4 separate regions of the Mus musculus genome follow, and regions 1, 3 and 4 are each linked to region 2. The links are chromatin contacts, called in public HiChIP or PLAC-seq and promoter capture Hi-C maps. All regions are on one chromosome and are shown on one strand. The core of a region is the stretch at or near the end of the contact, and the rest is flanking DNA. Distances in the headings are between cores, read along the strand shown.

The links. Promoter capture Hi-C pulls out the DNA fragments that hold promoters and counts their contacts. HiChIP or PLAC-seq counts read pairs in DNA pulled down with a chosen protein or histone mark. Capture Hi-C pulls out chosen DNA fragments and counts their contacts.
Region 1: a promoter capture Hi-C map of adipose tissue shows a contact between it and region 2. The contact joins the promoter of Zfp54 here to the promoter of Zfp229 in region 2. A contact is called at or near these places in 3 of 39 promoter capture datasets (the 3T3-L1 cell line, the HPC-7 cell line, HPC-7-derived erythroid cells and 1 more), 1 of 115 datasets of contacts at active chromatin or transcription factors (pancreatic cancer cells) and 1 of 9 other capture datasets (adipose tissue).
Region 3: a contact with region 2 is called in an H3K4me3 HiChIP or PLAC-seq map of embryonic stem cells, with 5 times the contacts expected there. The contact joins the promoter of Zfp51 here to the promoter of Zfp229 in region 2. A contact is called at or near these places in 1 of 39 promoter capture datasets (stem cell-derived epiblast-like cells), 2 of 484 Hi-C or Micro-C datasets (embryonic stem cells and nephron progenitors), 1 of 115 datasets of contacts at active chromatin or transcription factors (embryonic stem cells) and 1 of 9 other capture datasets (adipose tissue).
Region 4: a promoter capture Hi-C map of liver shows a contact between it and region 2, with 4 times the contacts expected there. The contact joins the promoter of Zfp947 here to the promoter of Zfp229 in region 2. A contact is called at or near these places in 1 of 39 promoter capture datasets (liver) and 2 of 9 other capture datasets (adipose tissue and liver).

What each region holds. Positions count from the first base shown.
Region 1 is chr17:21,421,783-21,424,925 of GRCm38.p6, forward strand. It overlaps Zfp54 (zinc finger protein 54), which reads left to right and starts at 1,462. Exons shown (of 5, transcript NM_001379357.1): 1 at 1,462-1,535.
Region 2 is chr17:21,732,153-21,735,218 of GRCm38.p6, forward strand. Zfp229 (zinc finger protein 229) reads left to right here and starts at 1,572. Exons shown (of 6, transcript NM_001164676.1): 1 at 1,572-1,806.
Region 3 is chr17:21,448,769-21,451,932 of GRCm38.p6, forward strand. Zfp51 (zinc finger protein 51) reads left to right here and starts at 1,606. Exons shown (of 5, transcript NM_009558.4): 1 at 1,606-1,653.
Region 4 is chr17:22,164,213-22,167,676 of GRCm38.p6, forward strand. It overlaps Zfp947 (zinc finger protein 947), which reads right to left and starts at 1,765. Exons shown (of 5, transcript NM_177596.3): 1 at 1,607-1,765.

The DNA.
Region 1 (3,143 bases), core at 212-2,711, 310 kb before region 2:
AACCTACTTCCATAGAAGACCAGCTTAAACAACTAGCTTCATGGGACTGAGCAACTATTAGAATCTTGGACTTCCCATTCACAGCTTCCCATTGTTGGGTTAGTTGGACTACAGACTGTAAGTCATTACAATAAATCCCCTTAATGTATATAGAGATATTCCATAAGTTATGTGACTCTAGAGAATCCTAACTAAGACACAAGTTGGTACCAGGATTGGTTCTAGAGGAGCAGAAGTATAAGAATGAATGTCTTAAGAATCTGGAATCCGTTTAATAATTTGTCAGCATCTTCTAATTCACTAGGCACCTTCAACTCCTGAAATTTCTCCAGATACTTTCTCCCCTGGGAGCTTGGAGAATATAGGAGGCCAGTGGTGGAAACTATATGCAAATGCCTTTGATTATCTTGATTCATCAACTGTGACTGGTGTGAATTAGGTGACCCTGTACACGAAGTTTTCTACAATTTGGAGGGAAATAAGAAAACTGATTTGCCTGGCTTGTTGCTCTTAGTATCTCTGGACAAAAACTGGCGAGAGGGGCAACAGCACATTTGAAGAGTTTTGTTCTTGCCCTTTTCCTTGTGCCAGACCTTAGGGTTGGAGATACTGCTACTCAATTGAATGAATTAAATGTAATGGATTTAATTTTGCCCCAAGGTAACAAAGGCCAGGTGGCAGCATCGAATCACCAGAGACAAGGTGATCATAGTTATTATAGTGGGCAATGTAGACAAAACATTCATAATGACCTACCCCATAATGATCACAACTCTGCATTGTGATTACTGTAGTTTTTTACAGTGGTCTCTGTAGTAGAGAAAAGTTTCTTGATAAGGGGTGAAGACTAAGCTTATTCGTGGGCAGGAGAGAAAATGTTTAGTTTATTCTTTGGGATTATGCTGGGTTAGTACAGTCTGTTTTATCTCAAAGCACTTTTATCTTGAGTCACAGAAGACAAACTCCTCTCTGAATTAGGAAAATGGCAAGACCACCATCTAGTGGTGAAAGCCATGCAGCTCAAGATAAATTCACTGACTTCTTGAGACACCTATTTCTTTTCAAAATCCAAGTTCTTTAAATGTCTCTCCGCAAGTCAAATTTTCAGGATTTGGTTTTGACTTGTCATTTTTGTGTGTTGGGATTGTTTGGGATAAGTTTGTCGCTCACGGGCTGGTAGTCAAGTCGAGGTGTAAGGCTATCTTTTATCTGAAGGGTTCAGAACTCAGTATGGTGGTCAGATATCCGGGTGCAGCGTCCTGTCAGATCCAGTTCTAGTCTACGCTGACAGCAAACTTGTGGGGAGTCTGTGGAGAGCGGGTTCAGAGAAGCTTGACAGCTGGAACTGTGTGGACCGCAGCCTGAGACTGATAGGGAGGGACCTGTCTCCGGGGGGGTGGGGCCACTCACCGGAAACAGCCGTTGGGGACAGTATATGGGTGTGGAGGAAGTGTGTTGTGTGGAGGAAGTGTGTTGAATGGAGCTGGGATTAGAGGAGTGGCGTGATAGCTGGGACTGTTCTTTAGTGAACCTAGGTAAGTTGACTGAGGAGCCAAACCCAAAAGTGGCAAGGACGTCTTCCTCGAGGAACTCGCTGGCATGCACCGTGGAGAATCTTGTGATGCAGACCTGGAGTCAGAGGATACAAGAAGGGTTTCAAGGGGACGCAAAAAACTACCCTGAGCCTCAGGTGCCGCGCGGGGCATCCTGGGAGAGTCAGCAGGCAGCAGCCCAACCGGTGGAACCACAGCCCAGTGGGGGAGGGCTGTAACCTACCAGGTTAGAGGAGCTAAGGGGCTGGGAAAGGGAAGGAATCAGACAGGGGTGAGATATTTCCTCGGCTACTCATAAAAATGACAGCTCTCAAAATTCTGCTCTTCATGTCTTGCCCTTGCCCATAGATTTTAGACCATACTAAGTTGATGAATACTGATTTTTTTTCCATTTATTCTCTTGGCAAATTTTTCTTATAGAAGTACTCTAGTGGAGTATTTGAAACTATCTGTTAATATTGGCAAACGTGTTTGGTTTGGTTGTTGTTTTTGTTTTGTTCTTGTTATTTTGCTATGATAGAAAGGACAACGCTCCTGAAATTTACATTAGTCCACACTAATTTCTTTGTATACCTGGGAACTTGGCACCTACGGAGAGGTTTTAACTATCAGTAATGAAAGGAACATGTAAGGAATTTTTAAGAGCAAGGGCATCTTTGCAGTCAGGAGCAAAAGCAATACAACAAAGTCACACCACACAACAAACATCGTGCAAGAGATATATTGCAGATAAACAGAATGGCAGCTACTCTGAAAGGGAAGAGAGTTGGAAGGCTAGGCAGAGGGATGGGTGTTTATAGTGTCTTTGGAGCATGTGAAATGACGTACTGGAAAAGAACAGTGGGTCCTGAAGTATTGCTTGGTCATTAAAGCTGGAACAATGTAATCTGTTAACACTGAGTAATGAAGGGATTTCCAGGTTTTAAGGCCCTGGAGGCACTGAAATGACTAGCCTCCCCTCCTACCCCAGCATCATCCCCAGGTTTCTCTTAGGGCCATAACTGCCATTTCCAGCCCCTTGGGTCAGAAAGTGGCCAAGCTGCTGTCCTAAAGAGAAAGAGAGAGAGAGAGAAAAAAAAAGTCCATGATCAAGCTACAAAGGCTTCCATCATTTTCAGTTCATGATAAGTTCAGAACTTTATTAGTGTATATTATTCTCATTCCAATCATCCAGTTTCATTTCTACCCATAAGTTTTCAAGAAGCTGTGATTGGAAGTGAGGTTCACGCTAGACTAACTGAAAATGTTTTCTAAATATTTTTCAATATTCTGACACTGAATGGCATTTGGGGGATCATTGTACAGTCTTCAGTTTTGTTCCTCTTTATTGACTGAGCACAGTACTGTGCTAGGAATCCAAGTACAGGCTCACTGATCATCCAGATCAGCTCACCTGTGGAACAGAACACAGACCTGGAAGGTGGACAGGGAGGAGACAGTAGCTAAGGATCCAGGTATGTTGGGGGATTGGTCAAGGGAAGGCAAGGGGTTCAGGTAAATGTGGAAGTGGGCCATGAGATCAGTTTTGCCACATTCTGTTTCACTAGAAATAATTCTAGAGACTTCCACTGAGAAAAATCTCCTCAGGAT
Region 2 (3,066 bases), core at 322-2,821:
CCTCAAAAAACCAACAAAACAAAACAAACAAAACAAAACGAATGATGTGTAATGTAATCTAGGGTTACTGGTTTTTGTTGTTTTTCTTTAATGATATCTCTTCAGTTTGTTGATCTATATTTTGACTAAAATACATGGGCTATAGTTTTTAAAGTTTAAAAACTGTACATATTTGTTTTTAATAAGTAAAACAGTATTTTTAGTATAACATTGAAGCTAAATGGAAAAATATCTTGCCTCTAATTTGAAGCACTCATATTTTATTATTTCAGCATGTGAGAAGCAAAGGATAATTACTTGGCTTATTTTGTGAAATTGGTAACTCAGTGGGATGGCTTCCTTGGGAATCTTTTTCCCTGGGGGATATAACCCCCAAATATTTTACTTGATTTTTTTTAACACAAATTGTATGTTTGTTCTATTTTAGATTTGATCAGTCCAACACAAGTAGGCAGCATTGTAATTAGAGTCCTATTTTATGTGTGTTGATGCTGTGTTCATAAAATTTAGCCACTTAAGTGGCTGAAGAACTTAACTTTGTAGTTTCTACGAGAGGCACTTGGCCACGGAAGTATTTGTTTATGTTCTGCTTAAAGAGCAAAAGGGTTTTGTTGTCCCAGTCAGTAATGGGAATGACAAGGTTTTCCCATGAAGAACAGTGTCTTTACCCAAAGCAGTATGTGCCTGATGTCAAGTAAAGGGTGGGAGGGTCGAATTCCTTTCAATGTCTGTAAAGAAATTGATGCCTGCCAATGTGCTGTCAGAAAGCCTTTAAACAAAGAATCCCAAGATCAAAGCATCAAAGATTCAGGATGTTGATACTCCACGCGACCTGTGACATAAACACTGAAGACATATTGCTCTGAAGAAACAACAACAACACATACACACATAGACACACGCAAAGGGACATGCACAACGTTTACCAGGAAAATTAAGGAAGTCAAAAATGCCAGGAACAGATTACCAAGAAATATAGCCTATGTTTACTGAGAGCTTCTACTTTTTTTTTTTTTTTTCAAGACTGGATCTCGTTATGTAGCCCTGGCTGTGCTGGAACTCACTCTGTAGGCCAGGCTGGCCTTGAACTCAGGCCTGGCTCTGCCTTCTGAGTGCTGAGATTTTACAGGCTTGCAACACTACTGCCCAGTGAATTTCCTTTTTCCCCGTTACTTCATATTAAGTTTTCCTTAACACCTGGCCTTATTGGATTCATCTATTTAGTCCTCATTTTTCTCTCCACCCTTTGCTTGTGATTTCTTGATCTCCAGTCATTTTGTTCTGTCATTTTTAAGTTTCGTTCAGATATTTGAACCCTTTCTTTGGGCTTTCACGCCATTGAACAGTCTCTAGAACTGTTTTGTAGTCTGCCTCTAATTTGCCGTCCTTAGAGAACACTGCCCCCTTTTCACCCTTTCCCATGGCAATTGACATTTCTTAAGGTGTCTGCCGCCCAGTGGGCGTTGGATACTTGCAGTTTTCAGAACAACATAGCTGGGACCCTTGGGAAAGTAAACGGAACAGGAAGTAGGTGGGCGGGATTGGGTACGGTGAGAGGACACTTAATAGTGGGTGGGACCAGAGTAGGCAACATATTCCCAAAAGCGGGAGAGGGCCTCAGCAAAACTCGCCTTTCCCTCAGAAATTTCCGGGGACACCTAGTGCAGAATCTGGGCCAAGGACACTGCCCAGGGTCTTGCGGAGACGTGAAAACTCCCGAGAGCCGCAGGTGCCGCGCGGGGCATCCTGGTAGAGTCAGCAGCGCGGCGGCGGAAACCGCAGCCCGGCGGCCCTGGAACCTCCCAGGTCAGAGGCGCTGCGGGGCTGGAGCGGAGTAGGGTGTGATCGGTTTCTGGGCTACTCATTAGGACTCTGCTCTCATGAGCTCCTAAGAACTGGACAATTCCTGACTTTTTTTTTTCTTGTAAGGTTTTCAACATATTCTCTTAAAAATCTCACAATTCTCTTTGTTAGTTCGGAAAGAACAAAACACTTTAAATTATCCAAGCTTTTCAAGAGAGTAGCATTTAGAGCTGGTGGATTGTCAACCTAAAAAACTTGTTAGATATTAGTCACATAAGGATCGACAGAAGAATCACAAATATATTTTCACAAACTCCACAGTTATAGTTGTAATCATTAATATTTACTCTGTAGAATTTTATCACTAACTTGACATCTGAGATGCACACATTCTATGATGTAAATACAGTACTCAAAATCTTGTATTCCAGGTGAGGGTCTTAATGTTACATCTTAGAGTCCAGAAAGTCACCTTATGCATGCTGAGTGTGAAGATATCAGACCCTACAGTATGTTCAGTGACAAAGCACCACAGTAGAAAGGACCTTTGCATAACTGTGGCTGCTTACTTACTTCAGAAAACAGTCTCCAATTCAATGTGCCCTTGGTTCATAACCTGCACTTTACTCAAGGGCAGGTGGCCAAAGTGTTGCTTTTTATTTCAGGATTTGTTGATCTCCAGTGATGTGGCTGTGGACTTGTCCCAGGAAAAGAGGGAATGCCTACACTCTCTTCACGGGGCTTTTTGCATAGAGACTTCATGTTAGAATTAAAGTGGGATAAGGTAGAAAAGACCATTTATTTGATACTGAATTACTGATTTATTGAATGATTTACTTAAAGCACTGCTGTAGTGTTCTGCAACTTCATCTTGCTACTTGGAACAGAATGACCTGGAGAGGTGGCGGAAACAAAAGTCTTGCCCTTACCTACCTTACCCGCAAAGCTTACATCTGTCAGCTGTAACCTGCATTTGAAAAACCTCCAAGCTAACTGCCTTGATGCTTCAGGGAAGTCCTGCTTACTTTCCTTCTGGCCCCACCTTGTGCTTATAGACTATAAAATGCATATAGGAACTGGCCTGGAGACCAGGCCTTTCAGAGCTCTCCCACCTTTGGTCCATCTGTGACATCTATTCTTTCACTGGCAGTGGTGTCTCAGAGTGCTTATTCTAGAATGATTACAATAGAAGCACAGCCTTTGGTTACTGTGTGTGAGAAGAGTTTTCTGGATCTATTATTTTCTCATCCTCAATTTCCTTCT
Region 3 (3,164 bases), core at 356-2,855, 280 kb before region 2:
CACATCATGACTCACAACCATCTGTAATGGGATCCAATGCCCTCTCCTGGTATGCAGGTGTACATGTAGATAGAGCACTCATGTAAAAGAAATAAATATGTTTCTTTTAAAAAAATGTTTTTTGAACTGGGCATGGTAGCACACTTCATTAATAATTGTGTTACACAAAGAAAACCTTTCTCAAATGAATGAGTGAGTGAATGAATGACCTCCCCCAAGTTTTCTATTATTAGCTATTTCACACTTGCATATTGCATTTGTATGTCCACATCAAGTATTGCCCAATATTTTGGTATACTTTTGATATAAAGTACATATTCCACTCCTAAAACTCTGCTCTTCTGATTTACAATTCCAACAAACCTCTCGATTGTGTTCATCTCTATTCATATTGCCAGGGACCCAGTAAGATAGGAGCTATGTGTTGGAGCCTGATGTGCTCAGCACAAGATGACAACTAAAGGTAGTGATTATTCTCCTACAATCTATCCATAGCCAACCTCTGGGAGGTAAAGTGAGCTGTTCCAGTTCCTAGAATGACTGTGGTCTTGTGTGAGGCCAGTGAACATAAAGACAGCTGCTGTTGGTTACTGATTACAATAATTGTATGGAGTCTAGAGAATAGTGTGTCTTAGCCCATCCTCTCCTCTTTTCCTTCTTATATCCTAACCACCTCTTCTTTGGTGTTCACCAAGCTAGATGAACTAACTAGTAACTGACTATATTAAGACTAGAACCATATACCTTATTTTTTGCATCTGTGCAAGTTAAGGTCTCTGCATTCAACACTCCAGAAAAAAGGGAGGGAGGGAGGGAGGGAGGAAGAGAGAAAGAGATAAATAGATAAATAAATAAATAAATAAATAGAGGGGTGGAAGGAAGGGAGGAGAGAAGGAAGGAAGGAAGGAAGGAAGGAAGGAAGGAAGAAAGAAAGAAAGAAAGAAAGAAAGAAAGAAAGAAAGAAAGAAAGAAAGAAAGAAAGAAAGAAAGAAAGAAAGAAAGAATTGGTTTTTCTCACTTTAAGCATAAATCACAAGACTAACTCCTTTCTGAGTTAGTAAAATGACAGACCGCCATCTAGTGGTAACATCAGTACAGCACAGGATGAATTCGGCCCTGGGCGGATAGCAAAGAGCCACTGAATTCTTGAGACACCTATTTCTTTTCAAATTCCAAGTTCTTTAAAAGTCTCTCCCAAGTCAAAATTTTAGGATTTGCTTTTGGCTTCTCATGTTTGTGTTTTGGGGATGGGACTTGGGCTTCTGAATTTAGCCTGTGTTGTTGTTGTTTGGTACAAAGTATGTATTCCAGCGGCTGGAAGTCCAGGAGGTGTTAGGCTTCCGGTCATTTATCTAAATGGTTCTGAACTCACTATGGGGGTCAGATATCGGGGTGCAAAGTCCTACCAGATCCACTTCTGGTCTAGCTAGCAGCAAGCATGAGGGGAGGCTGGGCGAGCTGACAGCTGGGCCTGTGTGGAAGGCAGCCAGAGACAAAGTGGGAGGGACGGGTCTCCGCGGGGCAGGGCCACTCACCCGGAAACGGAGGGTGCAAGCACATTGGACGTTACCAGGAAGTGTAGAAAAGTGTTGAGTGGGAGGAGTTAGAGGAGTGACGTGAGCGGAAGCTGGGAAACTAGGTGAGTGAAGCCAGGTAAGTTGAGAACCAAAGCCAAAAGTGTTAACGACCTGTTCACGTCCAGAGCTCACGGCCCTGCACCGTAGGGAATCGCGTAGTGTAGACCTGGGATAGCAGAACGGGGAGGAATTTAGGGGAAGGTAAAACGCCGGCCAGCCGTGTGCCGCGCGGGGCATCTTGGGAGAGTCAGCAGCACAGCAGCTGGAACCATAGCTCAGAAACCTCCCAAGTCAAAGGAGCTACGGGGCTGGGAAGGGGCCGGAAGAGAGCAGGGCGTGATCAGTTTTTCTGGTGTTCATAAGTAAGCTGGCTCGATATATTTTAGTGCATATAAACTGAAATAATCCTGATGTGTTTTTCATTGACCAAATGATTGCCAAAATATTCAAAATAGTAGAATAGTAGAATATTTTAGTTTATCTACTGAAGTTTGCAAACCAGTTCTCTTTGTTGAGATAAAGGATAAAGCTCTTTAAATTTACTTACATCCATGCTAACTCCACTGTTATACCCAGGACATACTTGGTGACTTAACATCCCCAGAGAGCTTTTAGCTATTACTCATGAAAGGAATGGCTGGAAATGTAACTGAATCTCAGCGTATATTTGTTGCGAGTTTCGTAGATATAGTTGTAAATATAACTAGAAGTGATTGTCATCACTTCTTCCTCTCCTTCTAGTCTCTCACTCCTCCACTACCTTCCTCCCCCTATCCTACACCTTCCTCTCTTTATCCTCAGAGAAGGGAAAGCCTCCTGTGGATATCCACCCTCCTTGGCATATCAAGATGCAGTGGGATTAGGCACTGCACTGAGGCTATTGAGGCTAGACAAGGCAGCCCAGTTAGGGAAAGGGGATCCAAAGGCAGTCAACAGAGTCAGAGACAGCCTCTGCTCCAGTTGTTAGGGGACCAACATGATAACCAAGTTGCACATCTGCTACAGTTCACAGTTAGAAAGGACATTATAAACCAGTTTTTAATCCTTTAATCCCTGTATCCTATAACCCTTTAATCCTTTAATCACAAGCCTTTAATGCCTACACTTAGGAAACTGAGGCAATTGGATCTGGGAGTTCCTTGCCACCCTGGTACATAAAGGGAGTTTAAGGACAGCTAGAACCACAGAGAAATGTCAGTGGGAAGAGGGAGAAGGAAAAGGAAAAAAGAAATAAAACAGAAAAGGTATTATATTGTATATGATGGTACTATAAATCATCTTTCAAATAATTACTTTAGCTCTTCTATATCAGAAAAAAGACAGCAAAAGTATTTTGTCTCCTTAGTTCTAGAAAACCACTTTGTCCATGAACACAAACTGTTTTTTGGTTTGGTTTGGTTTAGTTTGGCTTAGTTCCTGTGTTTGTTTTGTCTGTGGCTTGAACCCATTGTGTCCCTCTGTCTGGCCCAGAACTCATCCTGTCATGTAGACTAGGCTGGACTGGAAGTCACTGAGTTACACCTGACTCTGTTTCCTGAGTGCTAGCGTTAAAGGTGTGCACCAGGACCACTATTCAAACTGTTGTTT
Region 4 (3,464 bases), core at 515-3,014, 430 kb after region 2:
CTTGAGACTTTGAAGACATAGAATTAATGACATATCATTGATCAGTGGCCATTAGAAAGAACTATGCAGCTCTCATTGTAGCCTGTGCTAGCTTTCTGAGTATCTGATTGTGATATCCCCATCCTTAGAGTTCTGTCTTTTCACATGAGCTCTCTTTAATTCACATGACCCTTGCAATGGTGCCATTTGCTAGAGTGCATATTATAACAGTGCACATTATAGTGCCATGCTGTTTTAACATTTTTCTCCCCAAATCTGAGCTAATGAATTCCCTTTTCTTATGAAAAATCCAGTTCTTGTTTTCTTTCTTTCTTTCTTTCTTTCTTTCTTTCTTTCTTTCTTTCTTTCTTTCTTTCTTATTAGATATTTTCTTTATCTACATTTCAAATGATATCCCGAAAGTTCCCTATACCCTCCCTCTGCCCTGCTCCCCTACCCACCCATTCCGGCTTCTTGGCCCTGGCATTCCCCTGTATTGGGGCATATAAAGTTTGCAATACCAAGAGGCCTCTCTTCCCAGTGATGGCCGACTAGGCCATCTTCTGCTACATATGCAGCTAGAGATATGAGCTCTGTGGGTACTGGTTAGTTCATATTGTTGTTCTACCTATAGGGTTGCAGACCCCTTCAGTAAAAAGATGTTTTCTAAAACTTTATTTTTAATCAATAGTCTGGTCTAAGATCTGCAATATTGGGCTTGCTTGGACCCAAGGAGTAACATAAGAACTCAGCATATGAAGACATATTTCTGAATGTTTTACTTACATCCTAAACTGCATACAATTCTGATTAAAAAGTTCATGGCCACTAAAAAGTTTGCTTAGTAAATATTAGTGTTTACACCCATAACAGTAGGGCTCGATAAAGTATAATTTTTGGTTCAATAAATCTGCACTATTCCTCATATAATATTATATACAAAGCTCTCTGGGGATGCCTATTAACCGGGCCAAAGGCATTCTCTTGAATAAGCAATTAGTAAAACAAGGCAAGAAAGCAAGAACAAATTTACTTTCCACTATCTTTGTAATTGGCTCATTAGGAAATAGATAATGCAACCGCTCTTTTACAAGGTTTTTTTTTTCTTCATGTTTTTATTGGTTATTTTTTTTACATTTCAAATGTTATCCCCTTTCCACAAACCCACTATCCCCTCCCCCTGCCTCTATGAGTGTGCTCCCCCACCTACCCACCCACTTCTACCTCAGCGCCCTAGCATTCCCCTACCCTGGGTCATTGAGCCTGCACAGGACCAAGGGGCTCCCCTCCCAGTGATGACCAATAAGGCCATTTCCTGCTAAGTGTGCAGCTGGAGCCATGGGTCCCTGCATGTCTACTCTTTGGTTGGTGGTTTTGTCCCAGGGAGCTTAGGTTGGGGCGGGGAGGGTGTTCTGGTTTACCAGTGATTTTATGACTGAATATTCCAGTAATTGTAAAATACATTTTTAAAGAATCACGATAAATCCCAGGTCACAGGATCTCAAACTTCTAATCAGTGGTGAGACATCTACAACAGAACTGTGAGAGTGGCGTCCTTAAGAGCAGCTGCGGAAAACTCCCCCCTGCTCTGCTCCCTCCCGTTTCCCAGCCCCGCAGCTCCTCTGACCTGGGACCTTCCGGGGCCGCCGAGCTGCAGTGCTGGCAGCTGAACTGCTGACTCTCCCAGGTCCGCAGCCAAGAAAATGCTTCGGAGGAGACTTTTCCGGGTCCAGAGAGAGCTAGAATGCAGAAACCGGAAGGTAGAAAGACAATCGGTGGAAGTTCCTGTCACCCAGGACTGGATCTTAGGAGCTGCTCTCCTAGACCCGCCCAATAAACCGTGGTTATGGTCACGTGGTTTCCCAAAATAGTTTGAGAGCAAGAGCTTTCCCCTCCTTAATTACTACTGCTTTTTTCCTGTTCTGGTCAAGGTCCTGCTCTTGCCTTTATCCCTGCCCTGGGGGTTCCATTCCCTCCCGCTCAGTCATCAGCTTCCTGCCACACAGCTCCACCTGTGGACCTGCTCTGCACAACCTCCCTGCTGCTTGCTGACAGACTAGGAAAAACTGGTTCTGAATGATGCTGCACTCTGACATCTGAGAGTGAGTTCTGAAACCCTCAGATAATAAACAGGCAGCCTAACTTCTTAGCTTGGGACACTAGCCTCCTCGGCTACAATCGCACAGCAAAATATAACCAAGACCCTAAATTCCTTTCTTTCTTTCTTTCTTTCTTTCTTTCTTTCTTTCTTTCTTTCAAGTATACAAAAGAGTTTATTTAAGGCATGGGGATGGGAGTTAAGAGAGTAGTAGAGGCAGAGAAAGACAGAAGGAGAGAGTAGGTAAGTGGAGGCTGGCCATGCCCTCCTGGAGAGAGGGTGGAAAGGAATGGAGGGCAGGGGGAGGCACTAGGGAGGTAGAGGCAAGGGAGACAAGAGTTTAAGAGATAAATTCCAATTTCTTATGTTGCACCCCAACACACAATACTAAAAATGACTCACAAAGTTTGGCTTCCTTCCAAAGCATGTATCAAAGCATACATGAAGTATAAGAGGGACCACTGAGATGAAAATGTGGATAAAAACGGATGGGACAGAGAATGATGGGAGGGTGCTCTGCAAGCTCTCTGGGGAGCTCCAGGGACAAAGGTCACTCTGTAGAAACAAAAGCTGTACAACAGGGCAGTTGGAAAGCACTGATAAAGTTAAACTCCAAGAGATTTGAAATGGCCACAATAGCAAAGAAAATAGATAATGCAAATAGTTTGCACAAATATTTTCCTATAAATAGTCTGACAATCATAACATGAATGAAAACATCAGCATCAGCCCCAGTTCATGTAAGAAAAAATATAGTGATACTACAACAGAATTTTGATAGCCAGGAAAAATAAAATGCCTTCTGATGTGAGTTTATAGTACTTAAAATTCCATGCAGACAGGATTCATGGTCAGGGTTAGAACGGTAAGGAAAATGGACGTAATAATACTTGAATTCTCAAGGGAAAGGGCATTTGTGTCTGACACATCATTTTATCACTCTGGTCTATAACACAGAACCTGGTATTTGGGTAAGGAATGCATTGAATATATAGATTTCTTTTGGTAGGATGGCCAGTTTTACTATGTGAATCCTCCTCATCAACAAGCATGGGAGATCTTTCCACATTCTAGTATATTCTTCAATTTCTTTCTTAAAAAAAAACTTGAATCTTTTATCATAGAAGTCTTACACTTGCTTGTAATGTGTTGTGGAAAATATATAATCTCAACTGTTGTTTCTACCCAGATTTTGATTATTCACTTCCAAGGTAAAAGACATACACAATCTTTATAATATGCTTTTATGAGTGCTAGAACTAGGAACGTATCTATGGTCTATGCTATTAATATATCTATATCCCAAATATTAATTCCACTATATTTTGCCATGTTTTATCTTGGCTGCTTTAAACTCCAATTGGCCAGCCAACATGGCCATTATCTA